Linked DNA regions of Ovis aries: region 1 is linked to region 2. The links are chromatin contacts, called in public Hi-C maps. All regions are on one chromosome and are shown on one strand. The core of a region is the stretch at or near the end of the contact, and the rest is flanking DNA. Distances in the headings are between cores, read along the strand shown. Region 1 overlaps RAPGEF2 (Rap guanine nucleotide exchange factor 2). Region 2 has its middle 360 kb from the start of RAPGEF2.

Region 1 (6,471 bases), core at 71-2,570, 260 kb before region 2:
AAGAGCTGGATGAGGTTCTGTCCCCTGGGGCGGGTCATGTCCCTACTGAGAACCTCTGGTCTGAGCTTGCGGCTGGGCTCCCGTGAGAAGGTACGGGGTCGTCTGGTGTCAGAAGGCAGAGTTAGTCCTGCTCTGGTTGTTGGTATAATTGTATATATGAGAGTACACATCTGCACCGCTCAGAAGAGACTAGTGACCGTGTGTGTGTGTGGGGGGGCCGGGGAGGTGGGTAGAATAAGATGTCAGACTTCATCAGGGGCTTTGGAGAGGACCCCACAGGATGTGGTGGTGGATTGTGCAGAGGAAGAAATGCAGGAAGACTGTTTTCTGTTTTATCCTTAGGCTGGATGATGTTACCAGGACAGCAACTGTAGGAGGAGAAACAAGTGTTTTCCTAGTCGTAGTCTCTGGTGGCAGGCCCTCTGAGTTCCTTGCTTGTGGGCTCCACTTACTTAGTGGAATTTGGATGGTCTTCATTTTGGTTCCCATTGACCGAAGCCAGTAGGCCCGGGAGGTAACACTGCTCCCAGATGCCGGCGGCTGTTGTGTGAAGGTGGGGTTGCATCTGGGTAGTGTGCGTAATACAGTGCAGTCTCCCTTTCTAAACTGACCCAAACCCTGATGCTTGTGGGTCCCCGTGGCTGCGTGTCCCCACCCCTTGCTGAGTGGGCGCCCTCTCCACCGGCCTGTGTTCCCGTGTGGTGGCCGCCTCTGTGCATCTGTGTGTCCTGATGCCCAGTGGCTGTCGCCCCATACAGCCCCATAGCGCATCCTCCACTTGGGTCCCTCCTGCCTGTGCTGCGCTGCCCTTGACCTGCTCCTGGGGGAGACCCTTCCTGTAGACCCGATGCACTCCTTGGGCACTGAATTCTCATCCCGATGGTGTGTTTTTTGCCTGGGGACCATTCCTCTAGTTTCTGTTGGTTGACATCCCCTCTCTCCAAATACACACACACAGAGACCAGATGTCAATTTGTGGCTGGTAGGGGTGGGTGTGAAGCTCTGTGTCTACAAGGACAGGAGTGCCTTTGCCTGAAGCCCCTTCCTCACCCCATCCCTCCTACCCTTTTTGAAGCCTTTTGGCCACTTGGGCTTCACTTAAATTTTCGTATTGTATTAGCAACGAAATTAAGTGGCTTCTCTCCAATTACTTTTTTGCCCTCTGATAATCCCCTTTCTGACTTAGCTGCTTTCCTTTGAGTTATTAGCTTATTGTCCGCAGCCCCCTTCCCCCACGCCCCCGCCTCCATCATCTTGCGCTGGGTCCCTGTATTCAGTCTGCTTCCTAAAGGGGAACTGGGGACCACGCAGCTGCTCACAAAGCCCTTTCGTGGGGAGACACTGCCACCCTGTGGATATCTAGGTTTTTGTCAAGGATGTTCTTTAACCCTCACTTCATTTTTCTAGTTCCTAGTAAATTGAAACTCAATGGCTTTGACTTTCAGACACTAACACCTCACCTGAGTTAGTGTCTGTTCAACTATTAATTAACTTATTGATAAAATATCTGAGTGCCAGTTGAGCATCGTCTAGTGTGTCCGTGGAAGTACTGAAGAGTAGAGGAAAGACTTCTGAGATAATGATACTCTGCTTCTTGTGAACAAGTCCATAGTGGCTGGGAACCCAGCAGAGAGTGACTCACTTTATTTGGAAGGTACTAAAATGTTTCTCAGAGGAAGTGGTCGTTAACCTGGAATTCAAAGGATGAGTAAGGAGTTTACTAGGCTGAAGGTACCCTTTAGGAGCTGGAAGAGCAGGTTCGTTCGAAGGCCCTGAGGCATGGGCGGAGGAAACGGTGTAGGTTGGTGAGTTGCGCAGTCTGAATCCAGGTCTTATTGGGGTTGAGAGCAGAGAGGAAAGGTGAAGGTGACCCTTTCAGAGGCGGTTGTGAGAGAGAGGAAGAGACCAGTGTGCTGTGTCCCTGCTCTGCAGGGCGCTTGGTATGTATTGTGTCATTAAATCAGAGTGACGTTGTGGAGGACTAATATCCCCATTTCACAGTTGAGGAATCAGAGCCCCAGGACCTGACGTCACCAGGATCACATGGCTGGTATGACAGAATGTGTGTTCCAAACCTTTACTCTTTGCAGGGCGTCAGACTGCTGCTTTTAGTTGCTGGTCGTCGGGGCTGGGCTTCCTCCTGTCCAGGTTATAAGCAGAAGCCTGTCTTGATCTCAGTTCCCTGAGCAGATGCTGACTGCCAAGATCCTGACCCGTTCCTGCAAGCTGCAGCTCCTGGCTCTGCCTGCAGGGGGCGTCCATGTGAGTGGAGGGAGACACCTAGGTTGCTCAGGGATGAGAAATGGGTAGAGAAAAGCACAAAACAGAATAAATGAGATGGGATAAGTATTTTGGAGTGTGGGAATCAGTGAGAAGACCTTATTGAAGAAGTAGTGTTAGAGCCATTCCTTTGGGGCGCAGGTTGACTTAGAAGGTAGGGAGATACCATCTAGGAAGGGGGTTTGTGCTGAGGAGCAGAGGGAAGTGAGGTGGGAAGAGTGGGACCAGGTTACAGTGGCTTCTTCCTGTCATTCCAAGGCTGCACCTGCGCTTCTGGTTTAGCCCAGGAGTGTGGGCACCTAGAGTGGTCAGTCGTGATGGCTTTTTAGGGTCCTTCTGTCTGATCGCATGGCATGGCGGATCGGTCATTTTATGATGTCCTGTTTATATTTTGCTTGCTTGTTTTGTTTGGCTTGATTCATTTTCTCTCTGTTGACAGAATCAAAACAGAAGCTCTGCTAAGGGTCTTATCATACCCTGGGCTTTTTGGCTTTCATCTTGTCGGGTGTAGGATGGCAGGTGTTGGAATCAAATCTTTGTCTTGCAGTTCTTAGCTCTGTCTAAAACTTCTAGGTCTTCTCTAAGTGTTCATTTTGGTGATCAGAGGGGCCTCTGTAATCTCTAGGTGTCTCTTTTCTACCTGTTACTGGTGATGTAACGCTAAAGTTATTTGCAAATGTTCAGTTACTCTGAGATTCCACTTTTACCATTTCAGCAATCCTTGATGGGACTCCTGAGCTCATAATTTTAAAACATTAAACAACTGGGAAAAATACAGATGACATTGGTGAATACAATTAGTTGTATCCACAGTGACTGGCGTGTCGCATTTTTTTCCCCTGGCCATTTGTTCCTGTTAGGCTTGTAATTATTATTCTACTAGTGAGTCTTCTGTTAGCCAGCTGTGCCGCCACATATGTCTGCAAGCGAGATCTCAGGTTCATTTTGCTTCTCCTCTAAGTGTAGACAAGTTGGATGCTGTTACTGCTAGGTAATTTCTTTCTCTTCCTTTCTTTTTAAAAAGTAGTCATTACTTGGTAATATAGAGTCCCGCAGTGACAGGTGCCCCGTGGGAAGGGGCGTGGTTGCAGATGTTGAAGGAAAATGGCTTATGTCTACACTGAAACACTGCCTGCCTGATACAAAATTATTATAAATCCAGGAGAGGGCAGGGTAGCACAGTGGTTTCTAACAAACTCAGGAGACTTTTCAGGCCAATTGAGTAAAACAGATTTTGTTGGTGGCATCTCACTGTGAGAAACTTAAGCGACTTATTGTTTTTGTATTCTATTCTATTTTTATAACAAAGCCCTCCTCAGTGATCAGTGCAGATAAATAGAAGAAGACAATAGAATGGGAAAGACTAGAGATTTCTTCAAGAAAATTAGAGATACCAAGGGAACATTTCATGCAAAGATGGGCTCAGTAAAGGACAGAAATGGTATGGACCTAACAGAAGCAGGAGATATTAAGAAGAGGTGGCAAGAATACACAGAAGAACTATACAAAAAAGATCTTCATTACCCAGATAATCACGATGGTGTGATCACTCACCTAGAGCCAGACATCCTGGAATGTGAAGTCAAGTGGGCCTTAGAAGGCATCACTACCAACAAAGCTAGTGGAGGTGATGGAATTCCAGTTGAGCTGTTTCAGATCCTAAAAGATGATGATGTGAAAGTACTGCACTCAATATGACAGCAAATTTGGAAAACCCAGCAGTATCCACAGGACTGGAACAGGTCAGTTTTCATTCCAATACTAAAGAAAGGCAATGCCAAAGAATGCTCAAACTACTCCACAATTGCACTCATCTCACATGCTAGTAAAGTAATGCTCAAAATTCTACAAACCAGGCTTCAAGAATACGTGAACCGTGAGCTTCCAGATATTCAAGCTGGATTTAGAAAAGGCAGAGGAACCAGAGATCAAATTGCCAACATCTGTTGGGTCATTGAAAAAGCAAGAGAGTTCCAGAAAAACATCTACTTCTGCTTTATTGACTATGCCAAAGCCTTTCACTGTGTGGATCACCACAAATTGTGGAAAATTCTGAAAGAGATGGGAATACCAGACCTCTTGACCTGCCTCCTGAGAAATCTGTATGCAGGTCAGGAAACAACAGTTAGAACTGGACATATAATAATATACTGGTTCCAAATCCGGAAAGGAGTACCTCAAGGCTATAAATCGTCACCCTGCTTATTTAACTTCTATGCAGAGTACATCATGAGAAATGCTGGGCTGGATGAAGCAAAATCTGGAATGAAGATTGCCAGGAGAAATATCAATACCTCAGATATGCGACTGAGTGCCAAAGAATTGATGCTTTTGAACTGTGGTATTGGAGAAGATTCTTGAGAGTTCCTTGGACTGCAAGGAGATCCAACCAATCCATCCTAAAGGAAATCAGTCCTGAATATTCATTAGAAGGAGTGATGCTGAAGCTGAAATTCAGATACTTTTGTCACCTGATGCGGAGAACTGACTCATTTGAAAAGAGCCTGACACTGGGAAGGATTGAGGCTGGGGGGAGAAGGGGACAACAGAGGATGAGATAGTTGGATGGCATCACCGACTCAATGGACATGAATTTGAGTAAACTTTGGGAATTGGTGATGGACAGGGAGGCCTGGCGTGCTGCAGTCCATGGGTCACAAGGAGTCGGACAGGACTGAGCGACTGAACTGACTGACTGACTGATAAGATACGAATCTTTAAAAGAGACAACTCGATAATAAAGACATTATCAGCAACATGAATGGACCTAGAGATTGTCATATTGCGTGAAGTAAGAGAAAGACAAGTATATAATATCACTTAAGTGTAGAATCTAAAAAACGATACAACACTGCTGTATTTAAAATGGATAACCAACAAGGACCTACTGTATAGCACAGGGAACTCTGCTCACTGTTATGTGGCAGCCTGGATGGGAGGAGAGTTTGGGGGAGGATGGATGTACGTGTGTGTGTGTGTGTGTGTGTGTGTATTTATATATAGGGCTGAGTCTCTTTGCTGTCCACCTGAAGCTATCACAACACTGTTAATCGGCTATTTGTGTGCTCAGTCACTCATTCATGTCCGACTCTTTGCAACCCCATGGACTGTAGCCCACCAGGTTCCTCTGTCCATGGGATTTTGCAGGCAAGAATACTGGAGTGGGTTGCCTTCTCTGGGTGATCATCCTGACCCAGGGATCGAACCTATGTCTCCTACATTGGCAGGCAGATTCTTTACCACTGAGCCAAGCTAATGCCATTAGCCATACTCCAATATAAAATAAGTTTTTTTTTTTAAAGAGTAAGAACTTCAAAATAAAAGTTTTTGCCACTGATACCCACACATGTTTAAAAAAAAAGGTACAAATGAATTTATCTTCAAAACAGAAATAGAGTTACAGATGTAGAAACATAAGTTATGGTTACCAGAGGATAATGGAGGGGAGGGATAAATTGGGAGATTGGTACTGAGATATACACACTACTGTGTATAAAACATATAACTGCTCATGTTTTAAACACACACACACACACGTAGCTTAGTTGGTAAAGAATCTGTCTGCAGTGTAGGAGATCCTGGTTCGATTCCTGAGTTGGGAAGATCCTCTGGAAAAGGGAAGGCTACCCACTCCAGTATTCTGGTCTGGAGAATTCCACAGACTGTATAGTCCATGGGGTTGCAAAGAGTCACACACGACTGAGCAACTTTCACTTTCACAGATGTACAAATAAAACAGATTCACTTTGTTTTACGCCTGAAACCAACAAACTATTGTAAATCAATATACTCTGATAAAGTTTTTTAAAAATCAAGGCATTTTGACTGTCACATTTGGCATGGCAGGTAGTACGTGCCCACCGAATCCAGTTAAGTGTTGCAGTGGTCATTCTCTGCAAATGCCTCCTGCAACAAACACAGCTCTTGTGAGTTAAGATTTGAATTCTTTGGAAAAGAGAGAGAAGCAGCTCATCCATCAGGCAAATGACATTATAGTAAGTGGGAGAGGTCTAGAGGACTAGCTTCTTATCTTCACTTTTTAAATCCTTGCCGCGGCTCTCCTGGTATGAAGCATCAGCCCTACTTGTAGGATAACTGGTGGATGTTCAGGGATACTGAAGTGGGTTGCCATTCCCTTCTCCAGGGGATCTTCCTGACCCTGGGATCGAACCCGCGTCTCTTATGTCTCCT
Region 2 (6,590 bases), core at 2,124-4,623:
AGGCAGCCACAATGACAGGATGGTCTGCAGGCTTGCTCTCCATACCCCTGGTCAGAACAAAATGAACAGGCTGCTATTTTCAGTTGGTAAAAGATGATATTCACTGGCTGAATAACCAGTGAATCTGAAGGTAGAACTTTCAAAACAACAGCTTTCAAGGAGCAACACCTGAACTGGCCCTACTAAGACTGGCGTAACTGCAAAAGTCAGCATGAGCAGAGATTCTTCTTTTGGAAATGATGCTTCTCCTTGCTGGAGGACTTCCTTAGAGCATACTCTCAACTCTACTCTCTGTCACGATGTGACTGGGGAAAGCACTTGGACACTCTCAACTGTTCCTGTCTACAACATGTCAGCGATGATCCTGACCCTGGGTGAGGTCGTGGGTGTAGGAGTGTCTTTGGCAGACTGTCTGCCAGAAAGTTCTTGGCTGTAAGCGTGTCTGTCCAAATCTGCGACTGTGTGTAGATGGATCCACGTGGGTCTATATGTGTGTATCTGGATGGATCTTTCACGTCTGTAAATAGTTAGCTGGTGCATCCGTGTGAGTTTCTAGGAACACGTGACTGTGTTCATGACCAAATTTGTGTGCACATTGCTGGTGGGTATATCTATCTATGTTGCGGGTGTGTGTGCTGTGTATGTGATGGTGCATGTGGTGTTTGGCAACGATTGTGCGTGGATTTGTCTTTGCCTGCACGTTCTCTACCTGAATGATTTCAGATGAATACACCTAACTTTGTCATCAGGTCGACCAGCTGTCCTGCTATACTTGTGTGTGGAGTGTGTGTATGGGTGTATACACAGTACACGCCCATCCCCAACACACACACCGCCCTCCAGTGCTTACCAGAAGAAAGTGCCTTGCCCACTACATCACAGCAGGACTTGGACTGCCTACAATAAAGCTGGTTTGTGGCTTGGTCCTCACGTCCACATGACCAAGTTTCCACGACTGTCCTTGAGCGGTAGAGGAGTAGTGTGCCTTCTGGAGTTGGGAACCCAAGCATGAGAGAGCATTGTGCAGGCTCCAACCCACAGGAAGTTCTTAATAGTGGGAGGTGAAATATACACCCCCTGGAGGTGGGAACAGGATCACCAGGGAGTGGGTGGGGTGGTGAGTGGAGGCTGTTACATCACATTTCTGTTTGGTGAGTCAGTTGGCAGTTGATGATGGTGGAAAGAACCTTCCTTCTGGCATCGACATGCGAGGGTTTCTGCCCCTGGGAATATGCAGAATATGCTATCTTCCCATGTGACTCTGTATAGGAAATGGTGGAGCTACCAGCAACCCCACTACCCAGGAGCTGTTTGTGGGAGGTGTACTCCGTGCTAGGCACTGAACTAAATCATTTACACACTATCTCCTTTGATTCTCCAAACAACTTTATGCGGTGGATACTATTACTGGTTCCATTAAAAAAATGAGAAACTGAGGCCTAGTAAAGCTAAATAACCTGTCCAAGGTCACACAGTTGAGAGGTAGTAAAGTCAGCTTTTGAATTAATTCACGCAGTCTAAACTCAAAACTCTATTCATAATAATCACAGGGCATTTCATGGCCTCCTGCCTCCGTTTTGCAGAAGACACGAAAGCAGGTGGCAGGGTGCTTGCTAACAATTTGAAGTAAGACAAGTGTAAGGAAGGTATTGGTGCCTTAAAAAAAATCTTAAATTTTTAGCAAGGGTGCAAAGTCTATACAGTCTTGCCAACAAACGATGCTGGGACAACTGGAAAATGATTTTGGACCTAGGAGCCCTCGTACTAGCAAACTATTCATTGAATGTGAGGGTGGAGCACAGGCGTTTTCAGACATGCAAACACTTTACTTCCTGTATACGCTTTCTCAGGAAACCACTGGAGAATGTGTTCCCATCAAAACTGTGGGAAAAAAATAAGAAAAAGGACCACACAACACCCAGGAAATGGGGTTTCGCTACAGGAAAGCAACAAATGAAAAATTGTGGCTGACATCTGGACAGGAGGTCTGGAAACACCAATCCATACAAAAATAAAAACACTGAAAATTTTAGGAGGAGGTATTCAGGGCAAAAGCACACACATAATACTCTGATGGTTTAGACCATGGAATAAATAGGTCTGAGAGAAAATGTTTTTAGAAAATGAAGTAAATGAAAAAAAGTGAGGAAATAATTGACTCCAGAAAAAAAAATGTTGTACACAAAGTAAACATAACTGGAGCATACTACTTCATTCAAGAGTGAGTGTATTTAAAGTTACAGTAAGGTGGATAAACATTGATTCAATAAAAAATTATCATATAGCTGTATGGGTAGATGCAGAATAAAAGCCTTAGCTACTATTGTAAGGAGTCAACACGTAAGGTGCAAAATGAATGAGTCAAGGGATATTGATAAAAACAATATTTATAAAAAAGAACTAAAATAATACAAGCAGTAGTTTAACTTTTTTTTTTTTTTAGGATTTTAAAATGGTTGCTCTGGGACACAGGAGTTTAGGTCATGGAAAGCAGACAAGTCCGTTTTTCCTATATGACTTTTGGTACTGCGTGCACACACTTGGCTAAAAAAACTAATGTAAAAATCAGCCAAGAAAAAACCCACAAGTGTTTGGCAGAGGATTCTTTGTAAAATTTGCAAGTACCCCTGATATAGAACATAAATTAAAAATAAACTCTTGACATTTCTATGTCCAGCACTTTGTTGAGAATGGACATTCTGAAATGCACATCCATGTCAAAACACAGATATTAGATAAATGAGAGCAAACATATTTTTAAAGACATTGCTGAACTTACGAGTTAAAGGGAGTCTTCAATGAACAAAGAATCAGACGTTTAACAACAAAAATCAAGGTGGTTCAAAAGTAGAGTGAAACATAACAGCTGAAACCAGTGCGACTGTCAGAAGACTAGCCTAGGTTAATCTGAGCCAGGTCTCTAGTCAAGACTAGGGCACTGTTGGTTAAAACTTCCCCTTCTCCACAAGCAGAATTTCAGCCTGACAAAGTAGGTGAACCTGAGAGCCCTCACATGAAACCAGGTCTTCAGGTAAAAAGAGAAATTTAGGAAAATCTGCCTGCTGGCGATGTAAACCAATAAGAAAGTTGGTCTGTCTTCACTGATACTGGGTTTTAAAAAATTCAATAGTAATTCCTAATGTTTTGCAACACAGTGTTACTCTCATATAAAGCTGGGATCAGAATTTTAGCACATTCCCAGGCTGGGAAAGCCCAAGGCAAGACATTCAGCTGAAATGGCAATCTTAGTTGGTAATACCCTCTAGCAGTTGGCAGAAACCAAAGCAATTCAGGTAATTCAGGATTCCTTCATTTAAAGTTCAACCAAATTTGAGCTCAGCATAAAATCTAGTGAGTCTTAGGATGTATGCAAAACAAGCCAGCAGGAGCGAGGCTCAAAAGGAAGAACAGGAGTGCCTAAGACACATGCAGAGACTAGACAGTGAAACTGTTAAGCAAGTATATAAAGCAAGTATGTTTAAAGTATTTGAAAAGGGTGTTTAAGATGAAAGAAAGAGGCATTTATCCCAACCAGAAATTTCAAGGTAGGTTTCCTAAGGGGGATGATGACTGAGCGAGGTCTGGACAATTAAGAATGACCCAGGTGAATGGGGCACGGCAGAGGCACTTGTGTGATCCTGGCTGTCCCCCACAATCCCCTTCCCTCCAAAGCGGTGGGGCCCACTGACTCAGCGGACCTCTGAGATAAAGGAAAAGCCCACCGTCCCTGTGCAGCGGGCGACCATTGTGATGCTAGGGACGCTGGGAACAGCAAGGCACCACCAAATCTAGAGGCACAAAAAGCAATAACACAGGCGCAGGGCCAACACCACAGACAGAGGCAGCGAAGGGGGGAAAGTGCCAGCTGTCAAAAAACAAACAAACAAACAAAAAACAACAACAAAAACAAACCCAGAGGCAGCGCAGGTAAGACGATCCCAAAACTTGTGCTAAAGCGCCACCTAATGGAAACCAGAAGAAAAGACTCCAATTTCTAAACTTGAATCCTTGTTTAGTCGCTAAGTCGTGTCTGACTCTTCTGTGACACCACGGACAATAGCATGCCAGGCTCCTCTGTCCATGGGATTTCCCAGGCAAGAGTACTGGAGGGGGTTGCCATTTCCTTCTCCAGGGAATCTATCCGAACCCCGGGTCAAACCTGTGGCTCCTGTTTTGTCTCCTGCATTGCAGGCAGATTGTTTTTACCACTGAGCCACCAGGGAAGGAGGTTGAATCTTTAGCATGAAGCAGAAGGATGCTCCCAACTTCACATAGCAGATTAATCATCAGACATAATGAAGAGCTACAGTAAAACTGCACCACAAAAATAAAATGACCGTCCTCCATAAACCAAACTTAAAGGTGTGGGATATTGCCTTCTAACCGATGAGGAATGAATTGGTTCTTGGTGAAATAGCTATCATGATGAAACTCAACAAACTACCAGAAAACTCAGAAAGGCAGTCCAGTGAGTTTAGGAATAAAATGAGTGAACAGAAGGCTTTACCAAAGAGACTGAGACTCTAAAAAAGAATCCAACTAATTTTGTAGTGAATAACTCAATACATGATACAAAGAATATGTTAGAAAGCCCTGGAAATAGAGCAGACCACATAAAATAAGAAACCTAGAAATAATACGTGGAGAGGAGGAAAGAGAAATAAGACATAAAATGTAAGGAAATTCTACAAGAACTATATGACTCTTTTAGGAAGGACAACATTAAGGTAACAGATATCCCAGAAAAAAAAAGACAGGGAGAAGGGAGCAGTCAATGTAAGACATAAATAAATAAATAGGGAATATAAAATTATAGCTGAGAACTTCTCAAGCATGGGGAAGGAACCAGACGTACAAGTCCACAAAGCCAGTGAAAAGAAAGCAGATGTAGCCATACTTAGAACAGACAAAACAGACCTCTAGAAAAAATGGACGGTATATAATGTTAAAGGGGACAATTCATTAAGAAGAAATAGCAGTTATTAATATATATGAAGACAGGAGCACTAACATATATAAAGCAATTATTAACAGATCTAGAAGGAGAAATTGACAACAACATAATATTAATAGTAGTAAGGGACTTTAATATCCTACTTACGTCAATTAATAGATCTTCCAGAAAGAAGTTCAACAAGGAAATAGTGGCTTTAAATGAAACATTAGAACACGTGAATTTGATAGATTTGTATGAACATTCCACCCAGATGTAGCAGAACATGTTGGGTTGGCCAAAACATTCTCTCAGAACATCTTACAGAAATGCCTGAGTGAACTTTTTGCCCAACTCAATACATTCTTTTCAAGTAAGCATGAAACTCTCTCAAGAGTAGCCCATATATTGGAACACAAATCAAGTCAATAAGTTTTGTTGTTGTTGTTCAGTCACTAAGTCATATCTGGTTCTTTGCAACCCCATGAACTGCAGCACTCCAGGCTTCCCTATCCTTCATTATCTCCCAGAGTTTGCTCAAACTCATGTACATCTCATCCTCTGTTGGCCCTTTCTCCTCTCGCCTTTAATCTTTCCCCAAAGCAGAGTCTTTTCTAATGAGTCAGCTCTTTGCATCAGGTGGCCAAAGAATTGGAGCTTCAGCATCAGTCCTTCCAATGAAATTCAGGGTTGATTTCCTTCAGGATTGAAATTCAGGTTTGATCTCCTTGCTGTCCAAGAGATGCTCAAGAGTATTCTCTAGCACCATAGTTTGAAAGCATCAGTTCTTCAGTGCTCAGCCTTTTTTATGGTCCAACTCTCACATCCATACATGACTACTGGAAAAACCATAGCTTTGACTGTATGGACCTTTGTTGGCAAAGTGGTGTCTCTGCTTTTTAATAAGCTGTCTAGGTCTGTCAAGTCAATAACTTTAAGAAGATTGAAATCATATCAAGTATCTTTTCTAAACAAAATAGTATGATACTAGAAATCAACTACAAGCAAAACGCTGGAAAATCATAAATATGTGAAGACTGGACAATATACTGATGAATACCTACTGGGTAAACAAGGAAATCAAAGGAGAAATAAAAATACTTGAAGATAAATGAAAATATGATATCCCCAAATCTATAGAATGCAATAAAGGTGGTACTGAGAGAAAAGTTTATAGAAATACAGGATTATCTCAAGAAATAAGAAAAATTTCAAGTAAATGATCTAACCTTACATCTAAAGGAACTAGAAGAAGAAGAACAAATGAAGCTCAATGTCAGGAGAATAAAGAAAATAATAAAGAGTAGAAATAAATGAAATTGAGACTAAAATAATAGGAACAAGCAATGAAACTAAGAGCCAGTTCTTTAAAAAGATACACAAAATTGGCAAACTTTTAGCTAGAATCACTAAGAAAAAAGCTTTGGTAAATAAAATCAGAAACAAAAGAGGAGAAATAACTCAGATACCACAGAAACACAAAGGATTATATGAGAACATTATGCACTTCTATCTACCAACAAATTGGGCAACCTGGAAGAAAGGAGCAAATTCTTAGAATCATATAGCCTTCTAAGATTGGATCACAAATAAACAGAGATTGATCACTACTACAGAGATTGAAAAAGTAATGAAAAGTTTCCCCGAAAATAAAAGT

Evidence for each region. A called contact is a pair of places that touch in the nucleus more often than the background predicts.
Region 1: a contact with region 2 is called in a Hi-C map of hypothalamus, with 8 times the contacts expected there. The contact joins two enhancer-like sites. A contact is called at or near these places in 3 of 16 Hi-C or Micro-C datasets (hypothalamus, muscle and tail adipose tissue).

Annotation. Positions count from the first base shown.
Region 1 is chr17:40,031,365-40,037,835 of ARS-UI_Ramb_v3.0, reverse strand. The region is part of intron 3 of RAPGEF2 (Rap guanine nucleotide exchange factor 2); the gene reads left to right. Among named protein-coding and RNA genes, the nearest start is that of RAPGEF2, 99 kb to the left of the region's middle. Within about 2 kb of position 1,320, at least 12 of the 54 cell types and tissues checked have an H3K27ac peak or open chromatin away from gene starts, as enhancers often do. A contact at or near this core is called in hypothalamus, where this site is marked.
Region 2 is chr17:39,769,739-39,776,328 of ARS-UI_Ramb_v3.0, reverse strand. No RefSeq gene overlaps it. Among named protein-coding and RNA genes, the nearest start is that of RAPGEF2, 360 kb to the left of the region's middle. Within about 2 kb of position 3,373, at least 2 of the 54 cell types and tissues checked have an H3K27ac peak or open chromatin away from gene starts, as enhancers often do. A contact at or near this core is called in hypothalamus, where this site is marked.